3 separate regions of the Sus scrofa genome follow, and regions 1 and 2 are each linked to region 3. Evidence: chromatin contacts called from public Hi-C and HiChIP or PLAC-seq data. All regions are on one chromosome and are shown on one strand. Each heading gives the region's core, a stretch centred on a gene start, on an enhancer-like site or on the middle of the called end of the contact. The rest is flanking DNA. Distances are from core to core; before and after follow the strand shown. Region 1 has its middle 10 kb from the start of MATR3. Region 2 has its middle 28 kb from the start of MATR3. Region 3 overlaps SIL1 (nucleotide exchange factor SIL1).

Evidence for each region. A called contact is a pair of places that touch in the nucleus more often than the background predicts. HiChIP or PLAC-seq counts read pairs in DNA pulled down with a chosen protein or histone mark.
Region 1: an H3K27ac HiChIP or PLAC-seq map of skeletal muscle shows a contact between it and region 3. The contact joins two enhancer-like sites.
Region 2: a contact with region 3 is called in a Hi-C map of skeletal muscle, with 2.9 times the contacts expected there. The contact joins two enhancer-like sites. A contact is called at or near these places in 6 of 47 Hi-C or Micro-C datasets (embryonic fibroblasts, epiblast stem cells, fetal heart ventricle and 2 more) and 1 of 2 datasets of contacts at active chromatin or transcription factors (skeletal muscle).

What each region holds. Positions count from the first base shown.
Region 1 is chr2:141,167,308-141,171,785 of Sscrofa11.1, forward strand. No RefSeq gene overlaps it. Among named protein-coding and RNA genes, the nearest start is that of MATR3, 10 kb to the right of the region's middle. Within about 2 kb of position 1,979, at least 22 of the 83 cell types and tissues checked have an H3K27ac peak or open chromatin away from gene starts, as enhancers often do. A contact at or near this core is called in skeletal muscle, where this site is marked.
Region 2 is chr2:141,149,357-141,153,621 of Sscrofa11.1, forward strand. No RefSeq gene overlaps it. Among named protein-coding and RNA genes, the nearest start is that of MATR3, 28 kb to the right of the region's middle. Within about 2 kb of position 2,340, at least 4 of the 83 cell types and tissues checked have an H3K27ac peak or open chromatin away from gene starts, as enhancers often do. A contact at or near this core is called in skeletal muscle, where this site is marked.
Region 3 is chr2:140,890,375-140,894,668 of Sscrofa11.1, forward strand. All of the region lies in intron 7 of SIL1 (nucleotide exchange factor SIL1), which reads right to left. Among named protein-coding and RNA genes, the nearest start is that of MIR9820, 49 kb to the right of the region's middle. Within about 2 kb of position 1,672, at least 14 of the 83 cell types and tissues checked have an H3K27ac peak or open chromatin away from gene starts, as enhancers often do. A contact at or near this core is called in skeletal muscle, where this site is marked.

The DNA.
Region 1 (4,478 bases), core at 729-3,228, 280 kb after region 3:
AACTCCCCTGAAGCCCTTTTAACTTGCCTTTCTCTCTGCTGGAGCCCCTCCCAGGCACCCTAAGTCTGCGCATGGCCACCCCCTTATCTCCTTCAGGTCTTTTTTTTTTTTTTTTTTTGTCTTTTTGCCATTTCTTGGGCCGCTCCCGCGGCATATGGAGGTTCCCAGGCTAGGGGTCTAATTGGAGCTGTAGCCACAGGCCTACACCAGAGCCACAGCAACAAGGGATCCAAGTCGCATCTGTGACCTACACTACAGCTCACGGCAATGCCGGATCCTTAACCTACTGAGCAAGGCCAGAGATCGAACCCACAACCTCATGATTCCTAGTCGGATTCGTTAACCACTGAGCCACGACGGGAACTCCGAGGTCTTTATTCAATGTAGCCTTTTCAGAGTAGCCTTCCTTGACCCCCTTCACTCCTTATCTGAAACTTGCACACCTGTCTTTTTCTCCACTTTATTTTTATTCTTAGCCCTTACGATTATAAGGCTTATATATATGCATTCTGTAACATAGATAAAAGAATATATTTTACATATTTATCTCATAACTTCTCTCTCCCCCACTAGAATGTAAGCTCCATGAAGGCAAGATATGGTTTTTTTTGGTCACTGCTCCCCAGCACCTGGAATAATGATAAACACATCATCATAGATAGATGTGCAATGCATATTTAGTTGACTGGGAAAAAATAAACGTCATAATTCATCAGGTATATTATGTATATCTTTTAGACCCTATATCATATATCATGTGCCATATTATGATATTACATATATATATATTTAAACACAGTACAAGCCAGTGCAGAGAGTGTAGGGCCATAAATAAAAAGACCTAGCTTTGTTGCTTGCTGGCTACCTATGTTACTATAAGCTAGGCAGGTAACCCTCTGAGCCTCAGTTTTACTCATCTATAAAGTGAGGCTATTATTAACTTCCCTGTCCTATAGCAGAATAGTTGTAGATCTCAAATGATGATGTCACAGCATTTTTAAAAAAATCTAACACGATATAAATGTTTCTGAAATGTGTTCCAAAGACTATGTCCCAGGACATGCTCTGTGGGGAAAAAAATATCAGGAGGTTTGGGAAAAGCGCATTCCAATATTCTAAACACCCCCCCACCACACACACACACACACACACACACTCACGATTCGTTGACATCTGAAAGGCTCTGAAAATCCTGCCTGAAATGCACACCCCCCCCCCCGCCCCGTGCACCTGACTACACTTAGGGAAAGCTCGCTCTCTGCATATACAGAGCATTGCCTTTGTTATCCGCATAACATTGTTATTTTGGATCAAGATGAATTCTAAAAATTTTGGAGCCAAAAATCCCAGTGGGCTAGGCTATGAGAGCCAAGAGCTGCTACGGAGATGGGGGGAGGCGGGCAGGAGAAAATGAAAGGGAGGGGGCACGAGAGAGGAGGAAAGGAAAGCGAGAAGAGGAAAAAGAAGGCAAAGGGTGGTGAAAGGCGGAAAGGACAACTCAAATAACGACCTTGGAAAAGAACTTGGCAGAACAAAGGCAACCGGAAATTTCCTGGGGGGCGGGGGCGGGGGCGGGAAGGCGGGCGTCCTGGTGCCGCCTGCGGAGCCGGGCATCTTCCTTTGAGGGTTGCCCCTGCCCATTTCCGCAGTGGAGCTCAGGCTTCCGTTTCAGTTTCAAAGAACCTCTGATTGAAGAGGCTGCTTTCTTATCAGGGAGGAGGAATCAGGTAAACCAAATCAGCAGCTCCTCAATGTGGGGCTCGGGTTAAGCGCCCGAAATGGCAGCTGCCGCTTTGCCTTTCCTCTCGAGCAACACGCTTTCCTGGCAGCATTCCTCTCCCCGGAGCACGCCTGGCTCCGACAGGGAAGAGGAACCGCGATTCCTCCCGAAAAGATTCCCCAGGCTAAAGGGGACCCGACGAGGTGGGAAGGTTTCTTCTCCACCGGCAGGGATGCCAGCTTGAGCCCAGTCCAAACAGATACTCTTAGGGAAACGCTCGCTGGCATCCTCTCGCGTTCCCAGCCCTCATACGGAGGAAGTCCTTTGGTATACATTATTTCAGTCTTTTTGTATACTTTTTTCTAATTTTTTTTTCACTGCCTTTCATTTATCCCAGAATAAGGGAGTAATCTGTCATAAATTGCATATGTAGGAGTTCCCCTTGCGGCACAGCAGAAACCAATCTGGCCTGTATCCATGAGGATGCAGGTTCCATCCCTGGCCTTGATCGGTGGGTTAAGGATCCAGGGTTGCCATGAACTGATGTATAGGTTGCACACGCAGCTCAGATCCTGCATTGCTGTGGCTGTGGTATAAGCCGGCAGCTGCATGCAGCTCTGATCGACCCCTAGCCTGGAAGCATCCATATGTCTTGGGTGCAGCCCTAAAAAGCAAATAACAAACAAATAAATATAAATAAATTGCATATATAGTGCAACTTCTTGTAACCAGTATAATAATGATCCATTTCTCTGAGCATGTGATTGGTGAATACCCACCAAAGAATTTCATTTTCCACCAAATGAGAGACTGGACTTTTGGTTTTTTTTGTACTTGTGAAATTCAAAGGTGGGTTAATGAGGTGATGGGAAAGGAAGTGACATATATTGAGCACCTGCTGGTCCCTTATATATGCTATCTCTCTCTCTTTTTTTTTGTTTGTTTCTTTTCTTGTTTTGTTTGTTTGTTTGCTTTTTAGGGCTGCACCCATGGCATAAAGAAGGTCCCAGGTTCGGGACTGAATTGGAGCTCCAGCTGCCAGCCACAGCCACAGCCACAGCAATGCCAGATCTGAGCTGCGTCTGCTACCTACACCACAGCTCACAGCAATTCTGGATCTTTAACCCACTGAGTGAGGCCAGGGATCGAAACCAAGTCCTCATGGATACTAGCTGGATTTGTTACTGCTGAGCCACAATGGGAACTCCTACGCTATCTCATTTAATCATCAAAACAACCTAAAATGTAGAGATTACAATTCCCATTTTATAGGTGAGGAAGCTGAGATCCAGAAGTCAAACAGCTAATATGTAAGTGGTGAAGTCAGAATCAGATGCACATCTGACTCTCAAACCCGTGTTCTCTCTATGCCTGGGGTTTGTATAAGTCTTCATTTCCTTGCCTTCCTTATGATATATCTGGTTTATTCTTTTTTTTTTTTTTTTTTTTTTTTTTTTTGTCTTTTTGCCATTTCTTGGGCCACTCCTGCGGCACATGGGGGTTCCTAGGCTAGGGGTCCAATCAGAGCTGTAGCCGCCAGCCTATGCCAGAGCCACAGCAACTCGGAATCCGAGCTGCATCTGCAACCTACACCACAGCTCACGGCAACACCGGATCCTTAACCCACTGAGCAAGGCCAGGGATCGAACCCGCAACCTCATGGTTCCTAGTCGGATTTATTAACCACTGAACCACGACGGGAACTCCATATCTGGTTTATTCTTTAACCCCACGCACATCTAAGATTTGGGCTCTTTTCAAATTCCCATTTACGGCAGGTTAAACTTATCACCAGTAAGGTACTAGTAGCTCCCGCAAAGCTATCCTGTGACTAAAACTGAACTCAATCCATCTGATGTCCACCAGCCTCATCAGACTGTGGTCCCCATAATGGAAAGGACCACACCTGTTTCACAAAGCACTATATTCTCCTAGTGTGGAGCACAAGACCTGCTACTTGGTAGATATTCAATATTTGTTGAATGAATGAATAAATGACAAAAGCAGACAAAAGAATCCATAAAGCAAGATAAGAGAACCTAAGACAAGATGAAAAAGGCCAACATTTATTTTAAAGGAGAAGCAAAGAAGAGGCAAGATAGCTTGGAAGAGAATGAGAGACAGCAAGATAAGAAAACTCAGCACAAACAAGCAAGATAAAAATAGCCCCTTGCCACTGTCCTTTTAAAATTACTTTCTATATTTGAGCCTAAGTGACAAGTGAAATCTCCTCTGTAATTTCCCATGTGTTCAGCTTAATGAATTTCCGGCAAATGGTTCCAGTATTGGAGGACCAATTTGGACACTGTGGGGGTGGGGTTGGTGAGAAAATGAGGGGTATGGAAATAGACTAACTAATTGAGTCTAGAAACCAAATGAAGGGGTGATTGGAGGCATGTGAGGAGGGAGCCAAGTCTTGGAACTTGCTCAACATCTAGAAGGACTGAGAATTAGTCTTGTTCTAGCTGATGTCATCATGATATTTCCCTACATGCTACAGAGGGAGCCCAGAATCCCAGGATGCCTTGCAGCTACTCTTTGTACCACACTGCCTGTCTTCCAAAGAGCTTTGCCTGTTTACATGGAGGGCATTCTATTAACAATTCAATTGGAAAAAACAGAGACTCCAGCTCTTTCAGGCCCCTATGCCTTCTGCAGAGTAGGTACACCAGAAATGTCAAACAAGACCATTATGAGGGCATCAAGCTAGGGTGGGAAAAGCATGAGAACACATCTCCTGCTCTGTATCTCTTTGTGC
Region 2 (4,265 bases), core at 1,090-3,589, 260 kb after region 3:
TTCCTAGTCGGATTCATTTCTGCTGCACCACGACAGGAACTCCTTTATCTTTTCTTTTTTTTTCTTTTTTGCTTAAAAAGATGTTCATCGTCATTAGTCACCAGAGAAATGAAAAGGAAAACCACTCGGCTGATGATAATTTTAAAAAGATAGATAATAACAAGTATTGACCAGGATATGGAGAAACTGGAACCCTCGAATACTGCTGGTGAGACTGTAATACGGTACATCCGCTTTGGAAAACTGTCTGGCATTTCTCAAAAGGTTGAACAGAGAGTTGCCCTATGGCCCAGCAATTCCTCTCCTGGATGTACCCATACCCGAGGGAACTGAAAACAGATGTTCACACGCAAATGTGTACATGAATGTTCACGGTAACATTACTCATAACAGCCATAAAGCAGAAGCAATCCAAATTTTCATCAACTCAGAAATGGATAAATACAATGTGGTATTTTATGGTATATCCATATAATATCCACACAGTGGAATATTATTATTCCATTCTGTTAATATTAGTGTGATATTATTCAGCAATAAAAACAAGTGAAGGACTGATAAATGCTACAATATGGATGAACCTTGAGAACTTTATGTTAAGTGAAAGAAGCCAGTCATAGGAGTTCCCACCATGGTGAAGTGGAAACGAATCCGACTAGGAACCATGAGGTTGCAAGTTCGATCCCTGGCCTCACTCAGTGGGTTAAGGATCCAGCGTTGTCAGGAGCTGTGGTGTAGGTTGCAGACGCGGCTCAGAGGCGTTGCTGTGGCTCTGGCGCAGGCTGGCAGCTGTGGCTCTGATTGGACCCCTCGGCTGGGAAACTCCATACGCTGAGGCTGTGGCCCTAAAAAGACAAAAGACAAAAAATAAATACATAAATAAATACATAAATAATAAAAGTAATAATAAAGGTGTTCCCGCTGTGGCTAAATGGAATCAGTGGCACCTTGGGAGCCCTGCGACACAGCTTTGATCCTTCACCCCACACAGTGGGTTAAGGATCCAGTGTTGCTGCAGCTGCAGCTTAGATCCCAACTAGGGCTTAGATCTGATCCCTGGCCCAGGAACTCCATACGCCAAAGGGTGGCAATAAAAGAAAAAAAATAATAAAAAGATTCTTGTAGTTCCCTGGTGGTACAGCAGGTTAAGGATCCAGCGTTGTCACTGCTGTGGCCCAGGTTCAGGCCCCAGGTCCTAGGTTCCCTAGCCTGGGAATTCCTGCATGCTGTGGGGCATGGCCAAAAAGAAAAGAAAATAAAACAAAACAAAAACGACAGACCCTTAACCCGCTGAGTGAGGCCAGGGATCAAACCCGCATCCTCGTGGATACTAGTCGGTTTGTGAACCACTGAGCCACAATGGGAACTCCAAACAAACAAAATGATTTTATTTATTTATGTATTTATGTATTTTTGTCTTTTGTATTTTTAGGGCCACACCCGTGGCACATGGAGGTTCCCAGGCTAGGGTCAAATTGGTCTGCGACCTACAGCACAGCTCATGGGAATGCTGGATCCTTAACCTACTGAGCGAGGCCAGGGATCGAAACTGCATCCTCATGGATACTAGTCAGATTTGTTTCCATTTGCGCTGAGCCACAACACGAACTCTTTTTTTTTTTCCCAAACAAAAAGACTCTTAAAACAAGCTAATAAAAATCCTGAGGGCTTTTCTGACCAAGCTCAGTTCTGGCAACTGCCGACTCTGTGACCTTGGATGAGCTACTTACCCTTGCTCAGCTCAGTTTTCTTCTCCGTAAAACGACCATTAGGTCATTATGAGGATTAAATAAATTGCCATGAAAAGACATCAGGCACACAGGCGGCGAGGGGTGAACGGAAACTATAACGAAGAGTGAGGAAGAGCAGTAACCAGAGAAGGAGAGAAAGAAAAATAGTATTTATGGGCCAAGGCCACATTCGTATGTTTCTGCCTCACCGCTAGACAGACTCTAGAGACATAAAGAGATTCCTGATTCTACAGAGCTGGAAGGCGGAGGGGTCAGGCATCCCTGGGGGGAAAAAAAAAAATCCCAACAAAATGAAGCGAATGCTGTTACAGAGTCATAGACAGGCTTCTCGGGGACAGAAGAAAAGGCTTGAAAAGTGAAGGAGACTTTAAGATTTAGACAGGCAGAAAAGGGACGAGTGGGCCCTTGCCCCTCCCCCACTCTGGGTGCCCAAAAGGAAGTGACACACCTGTCATGGAGAAGAAAACTAGATTGAGCCAAACCAACACAGACAGCGGCAGAGGTCAAAAGAACAATCGTGGGTTGGCTATCCGTGGCCAGGATGGGCAGTGAAGCGGGCACAGCGGATGGAAGATGGCACCTGCCTCCTTGGACATGAGAGAAGTAAGCTGAGCCTGGGGAGCTCCTCCTCTCTCCCCTTGTTCCCAGCTCCTCTCTGCCCCAAGGCTCTGGATCGCCTTCTCCCTCCCACAGCCCTTTTTTGGGCAACAGCCCGATGCCCTGTGGGCAGAGCATAATGCCTCCATCACTCCTCCCTCTAGTGACTCATCCCCAAGACTGAGGGTGGCAGGAAGTGCCAGGCCCCTAGAGCTGCAGCCCCATCCTTATTCTGGCAGCTTAGAGACATCCTCAGTTCTCCCCTCCTCCCCCCCACCCCCGCCACCTCCTCTACTTCCCGCTCTGACTCTTGACATTTCTATGTAAGAAACACCCGACTCCCCCAAAACTCTCATTGACTTTCCATTGCCTCCCCCAGCCCCTCAACTCCGGCCCCCAGGGGCTGCTGGGTAGAAACAGCCTGATCTCTAGGGAAGTGGGCACAACCCAGACCTAGGGGCCCTTTCTTGGAGGAGGTGGCCTGAGAAGCGCTATATCCGCATGGCCAGGCCTTTGAAGGGCATTGCCCATGATGTAGACAGCATTCTGAGCCACACGAAACCACAAAATTATTTTAGCAACATGTTAAGGGCTTCATAGGTTTTCTCATTTATTCTTTACAACAACCCTACGAGGCAGAGACTATTAATCACTGCCATTCTGCAAATGTGAAAAGTGAGGGGACCTAATTTGGAAACAAGCAGACTGGGGTCAAATCCAGGTCTCAGATCTTGGGCTCGCTCTCTTTTTTTTTTTTTTTTTGCTTTTTAGGGCCGCACTCGCGGCATGGAAATTCCCAGGTTAGGGGTCGAATTGGAGCTATAGCTGCCAGCCTACACCACAGCCGCAGCAATGCGGGATCATCCAAGCTGTGTCTGCAACCTACACCACAGCTCACGGCAACGCTGGATCCTTAACCCTCTGAGCAAGGCCAGGGATCGAACCCGCAACCTCACAGTTACTAGTTGGGTTCGTTTCCACTGAGCCACGACGGGAACTCCAGATCTTGGGCTCTGAACCACCAGGCTTTTCTGCCTGTTTAGGGAACAAAGGGGCAGCACAGCCCTCCCCAAGCACAGCCTCTGAGCAACGTAGGGCACATGCAATCCCCAGGCCCTTGATGCAGCTGCCTCGAGGTCTGGCAGAGGCTAAGACTTTAAGATTTGAACAGGTGGAAGAGGGGTGAGAGGATCCTTGTCCCCTCCCCGACTCCAGGTGCCCAAAATGATGTGAAACACACACACACTTGTCACGGAGAAGAAGACGACACCAAGCCAAACCAACACAGGCCGAGACAGAAGTCTAAGATGTCCCTCGGCTTTGACCCTAGCTTCCCTCCTACTCCCCCTGCCTCCGTGGACCTGCCTCACGCGCCACTCCTGAGCAGTGGGAATGCAGAGGGCTACTCCAACGATTCTGTCTCCCTCAGGAGCTTATCTTCCTATTAAAGTTCTAAGACAAACAAAGATCACCATGCTTCTGGGGTGCCCAGCGGCTGCTTAGAAAGAGGGAAAAGAAGGAGCGTTGCTTACAGGTGCAGGCCAGCAGAAGGGGGTGACAGACACCCGAGCATGGAGTTAGCGCAGATATGCAGGCAGAGCAGGCACCTGTCACCCCAGAGGCACAGAGATGGCTTAAATGACAAAAGAAACAATAATATCCTTGAATTAGGAGTTCCCACGGTGGCTATAACCTGACTAGTATCCATGAGGATGCATGGCTCGACCGTGGCCTCGCTCATTGGGTTAAGGATTGGGTGCTGCCACAAGCTGCGGCATCCATCACAGACATGGCTCAGATCCCGTATGGCTGTGGCCATGGCGTAGGCCGGCAGCTATAGCTCTGATTCAGCTCCTAGCCTGGGACCTTCCATATGCCGCAGGAACAGCTCTAAAAAGAAAATAACAGGAATAATAG
Region 3 (4,294 bases), core at 422-2,921:
AGAGAGAGAGAAGAGAGAGAGAGGAGAGAGAGAGAGGAGAGAGAGAGAGAGAGAGGAGAGAGAGAGAGAGAGAGGAGAGAGAGAGGAGAGAGAGAGAGAGGAGAGAGAGAAGAGAGAGAGAGGAGAGAGAGAGGAGAGAGAGAGGAGAGAGAGAGAGGGGAGAGAGAGAGGAGAGAGAGAGAGAGAGAGGAGAGGGAGAGAGGAGAGAGAGAGAGAAGAGAGAGAGGGAGAGAGAGAGAAGAGAGAGAGAGAGAGAGGAGAGGGAGAGAGGAGAGAGAGAGGGGGAGAGAGAGGAGAGGGAGAAGAGAGAGAGAGAGGAGAGAGAGAGGAGAGGGAGAGAGGAGAGCGGGGGAGAGGGGGGGGGGAGGGGGGAACCCTGCTGCTCACAGGAGCGGGCACGGCCCACAGCAGGTGGTGAGGTGAGGGGGCCCCAGGGGGCCCTCGATGTCCACCCTCTATTCTCCCCCCGGCCCCAGCTTCAAGGGTCAAAGCTGACTCGGCACAGGCACATGGAGCCGGCCCCCGGCTCTGAGCCGGGAGGACCTGCAGCCCCTGCCACTGCCCCTTCGCTTGTGTCTGAGGAGCTGTCTGAGGGCTGGGGTCCCTGGGGAAGTAGGCGGACCGCTCCCCCAGCCTGAGAGAGGCAGCGGGGCTTCGGCGGAGCGGGGGCTGCTTGGGGCTGTCTCTGTCTGAGGCAGGGTCCAGGAAAAGACGGCGACCACGCCGAGAAATTCACGCACACGCCAAACGCAGCCTCGCAAAGCAGGGGGACTGCGAGGCCCAACGTGGCATCAGCCCCAGGGAGCAGCACCCAGGAGCCCGGGCACAGACAGGGCCTCCCAGACGGCGGGTGGAGCTTCGTCCTAGTTTACAGGCCTGCTGAGAACAAGGCCATCGGCTGGCCACCCTGGGAAGACAAGCGCAGCGCTCAGGAGCCGAGGGGCCCCAGGGAGTCCAGCCGAGCAGCTCCCGGGGAGCAGCCTGTCCCCTCCTTGGGCGGGGCAGGGGAGAGAAAGGCCAGGACTGGAACCCGGCCCACCCAGGCCTCACCTGGTACAAGGGAGCGAAGACCCAAATCCCAAAGGAAACCAAAGCACCAACGAAGTGCAAGCCGGGAGGGGAAGGGGAGGGCACGGCCCAGGTGGGCAAGTCCCTAGGCTCCTCTACACTAAGGGCGGGGCCAAGAGCCAGAGAGAGACACGGCCCGCCGGCACGTCTGTCCAAGAGAGGCCCAGGGTGGGTGACAGAGGCCAAAGAGCACCGTCCTAGGAAAGATCTAGAAGCATGGCACTGCCAGACAGTTGCTCAGAGAAGCCCCGTTGGCAGGACAGATCCCTGGGGACACGCAGGCTGAGATGTGCCATTCGACCCTTGACAAAAGCCAGCTCTACACACAGAGGGGCGCCACCCCACCACACCGTACTGACAGGTTTCGAGGGGAATAAAGGAATGGCTACGTTATCTTTAGGCCAGACCGTGTGGCTCTGAACCTGAGAAAGAACGGTCTGGTTTGAAAGAGCCAGGAGGGCTGCCTGTAAGAAGAAAGACGCGGGAGACGGGGAGTACAGGCGAGGAAGATGGCCTGAGGACTGGACGAAGGCCCCTCGCTCGGGGAAGAGCAGACAGCAACCTGTTCTCAGAACCTCTTTCTCCAGGCAGCTCGTCCTCAGGCTCTGAATGGTCAGTGCTGGATGTCTGGGGGGAAGGAATGCCTAAAATAGCTCAGCAGAGGAATACGGGACATGCCAGAGCCAGAGCCTGGAGAAGCCTTGGTGAGAATCCTGTAAACAGTGGCTGCTGGCCGCGGGCAAACCCCTCCACTTCAGCTTCTCCACCTGTGGCGGGGCCAAAACTACCTTGAGGTCAAGAGAGAATAGCTATCGGATGCCAAAATGCACTGTGACGGAAAAATAATGATAGTGGGTTTGCTGCACAAAGAAGCCAGACCGTATCCTTGCGAACACAGCCTTTATTCAGCGCAGATGCCCTGGGCTCATCGCCCCTGGCCGACAGACTCGGGACCAGAGCTGCCACCCACGCCTGTTGCTGGCGGTGGGGGCGTCTTGCTGGCTCGAGGATAGGTGTCCTGATAATTGGGGATTCGAGTGAGTTAAAAGGGCAGGGGCCCGGCATGCCTCTCAGCAACATGAGTGGCGCTAGTGTGCTCAAAGTCAACAGAAGGATATGAAGGACAAAGCTCGTCTCGATGAGATAAATGAGAATAAACCTTGTTCAGGGCTAAGCCGGCTGGACTGAATAAATACCATTAGCACTTGGATTACTGGGACGGTCACAATCAGCAGGCGAGTCAGCTGTCTGTGCAGAGGGATGGCAGCAGCTGCCACTTCGTACATCTTGGAGGTGGGGCTGGGCGGGGGTGCACTGCAGAAAGGGAAGTGATTGCAAGTGCAGAAGCCAAACAGTCTGGGTCAGGGTGACTGGGGCGGGCAACGTGCCAAGGGCCAGAGATCCTCGTTTCGCCAACCAAGCTGAGCAATGGGGGCGGCGGGCGGCAGGGGGAGCTGATCTCAGGGTGCCTTGCTGATCTCTGGAGCCGCCCTCCTCCTTCCCTGGCCCTCAGGCCTGGCTGCGAGACGTTCATGGAAACGTGGGGCCCCTGTTCTAAAGCTGCTGGGAATGTCAAGATGGTGAGGGCGGGGCAGTAAATCAGTGTGGGGTCCTCTGTGACACTCCAGACCGTGACACAGGCACTGCTGGCACCAGGGTGTGTGCACAGACATAGGAAATGCAAGGAGACCCTGCTCGTGCATGGATCAGGATGACGGCGCCGAAAATCAAAATCAGTTTGAGTCGGTGGAAAAGGAGAAAAACGGAAAGGCAGAGCTCCAGGGTGGGAAGTAAGGAGGAGGCTGACTGCTTGGATGGGGGCTGAGCAGACAGGAAGGGAAAGCCTGGGTGCGGGGCTGGGTCATCCAGAGGCCCAGTCCAAACCTAGACGGCAGGCTCGTCCACGGCACACCAGGGACACGCAGGGCCCGTGTTCTCAGGAGGCCTTACGGTGTTTCCAAGTAGGACAATTACGATTTCTCTTGTCTTAGTAGCAGAAGAAAGAACTGCCATTGTTCTGAAGCGCTCTCTGAGAAGATGCTGTGTGGTGGAGAAAGGGGCTCACCTCAGGGCCTATGAGGTCAGCTCCACCTTCTGGGACCCTGCCTGCTGAGGTCATGCAAGCTCACCGTCCTGCCCAGAGAGAGAGTCCTTCGCTGATCACCTGTGAAACCCCAGGCTTTGCCGGCTGTGCACTCCCGAAGGAGGCAGGCTCATTAGGGATCTCTACTCGCCTGCCACCGAGGGCTTAATGGGGCTACGCAATCGAAGAAGCCGTCAAGATAATGGACAGTGACCAACGTAAAAAATAAAAACAGAGTACGTTCACCAAAAGAAAATTAATGCCACATACAACCCTTCCACATGAGAGCAAATTTCCCTGGAGAGACCAAACATCCGGCCCGTAACGAGCTTGATGCCGACTAAGCACAGTGGGTGGGAAGCTCGCGAGGCCCCTGGAGGCACCTATGGACGCCGAGAGAGGAAGGAGCATCACTGGACCCTTCAAATCCCGTCCCTAACTGGCTGCCAGTCACGTAAGCAAATGCAGGACGCCACAGTTCCCAGCGGTGGAGCTCACAAGCCTATCTCCAGACACACACACACACACACACACAGGCGGAGGATGTGCCCACCTCTGGAGAGAGAGAAGGGGCCTCAAGAGGAAAGGCCACCGAAGCCTCTTGCGACATCTGGTAGCTCTCAAACATAGCTCTGCATCGCAGTCACCTGGGGGCAATTTTCTCCCTTAAATCACTTCAGAATGGGCACTTAAAAATTACAGAAAGTCACAAAGAAAAATAACCTACAGAAACGTTTCAAAATAAAAAAGCACTTCCATCAAGAGTCACGGATTATTTACCTTTTACTACGTTCGCCTTTTCATTTTCTATCTCGGTATTTACACATCTTTCCAGAAACATCTGAGAGTCAACCGCACACTTGATACCCTTGCCCCTGACTGTATCCACTGCGTAGGTGCTACCAACATAACCGCAGCACAGTGGTCAAAAGCAGGAAATTAACATTGATACTCTGATCTACACATACTCACTTTTTGCCAACGGTCCCAATAATACCCTTTTTAGAAAAATAATTGTGGTCCAAGGTCCAATCCAGGACTCACACGATTTGAATAGCAGGTTTCTGACCTTGACGTGACCTTCCCTGGCCTCTCCTTGTCTTTCCTGACAAAGACAGCTTTGAAGAGCACAGACCAGCTGTA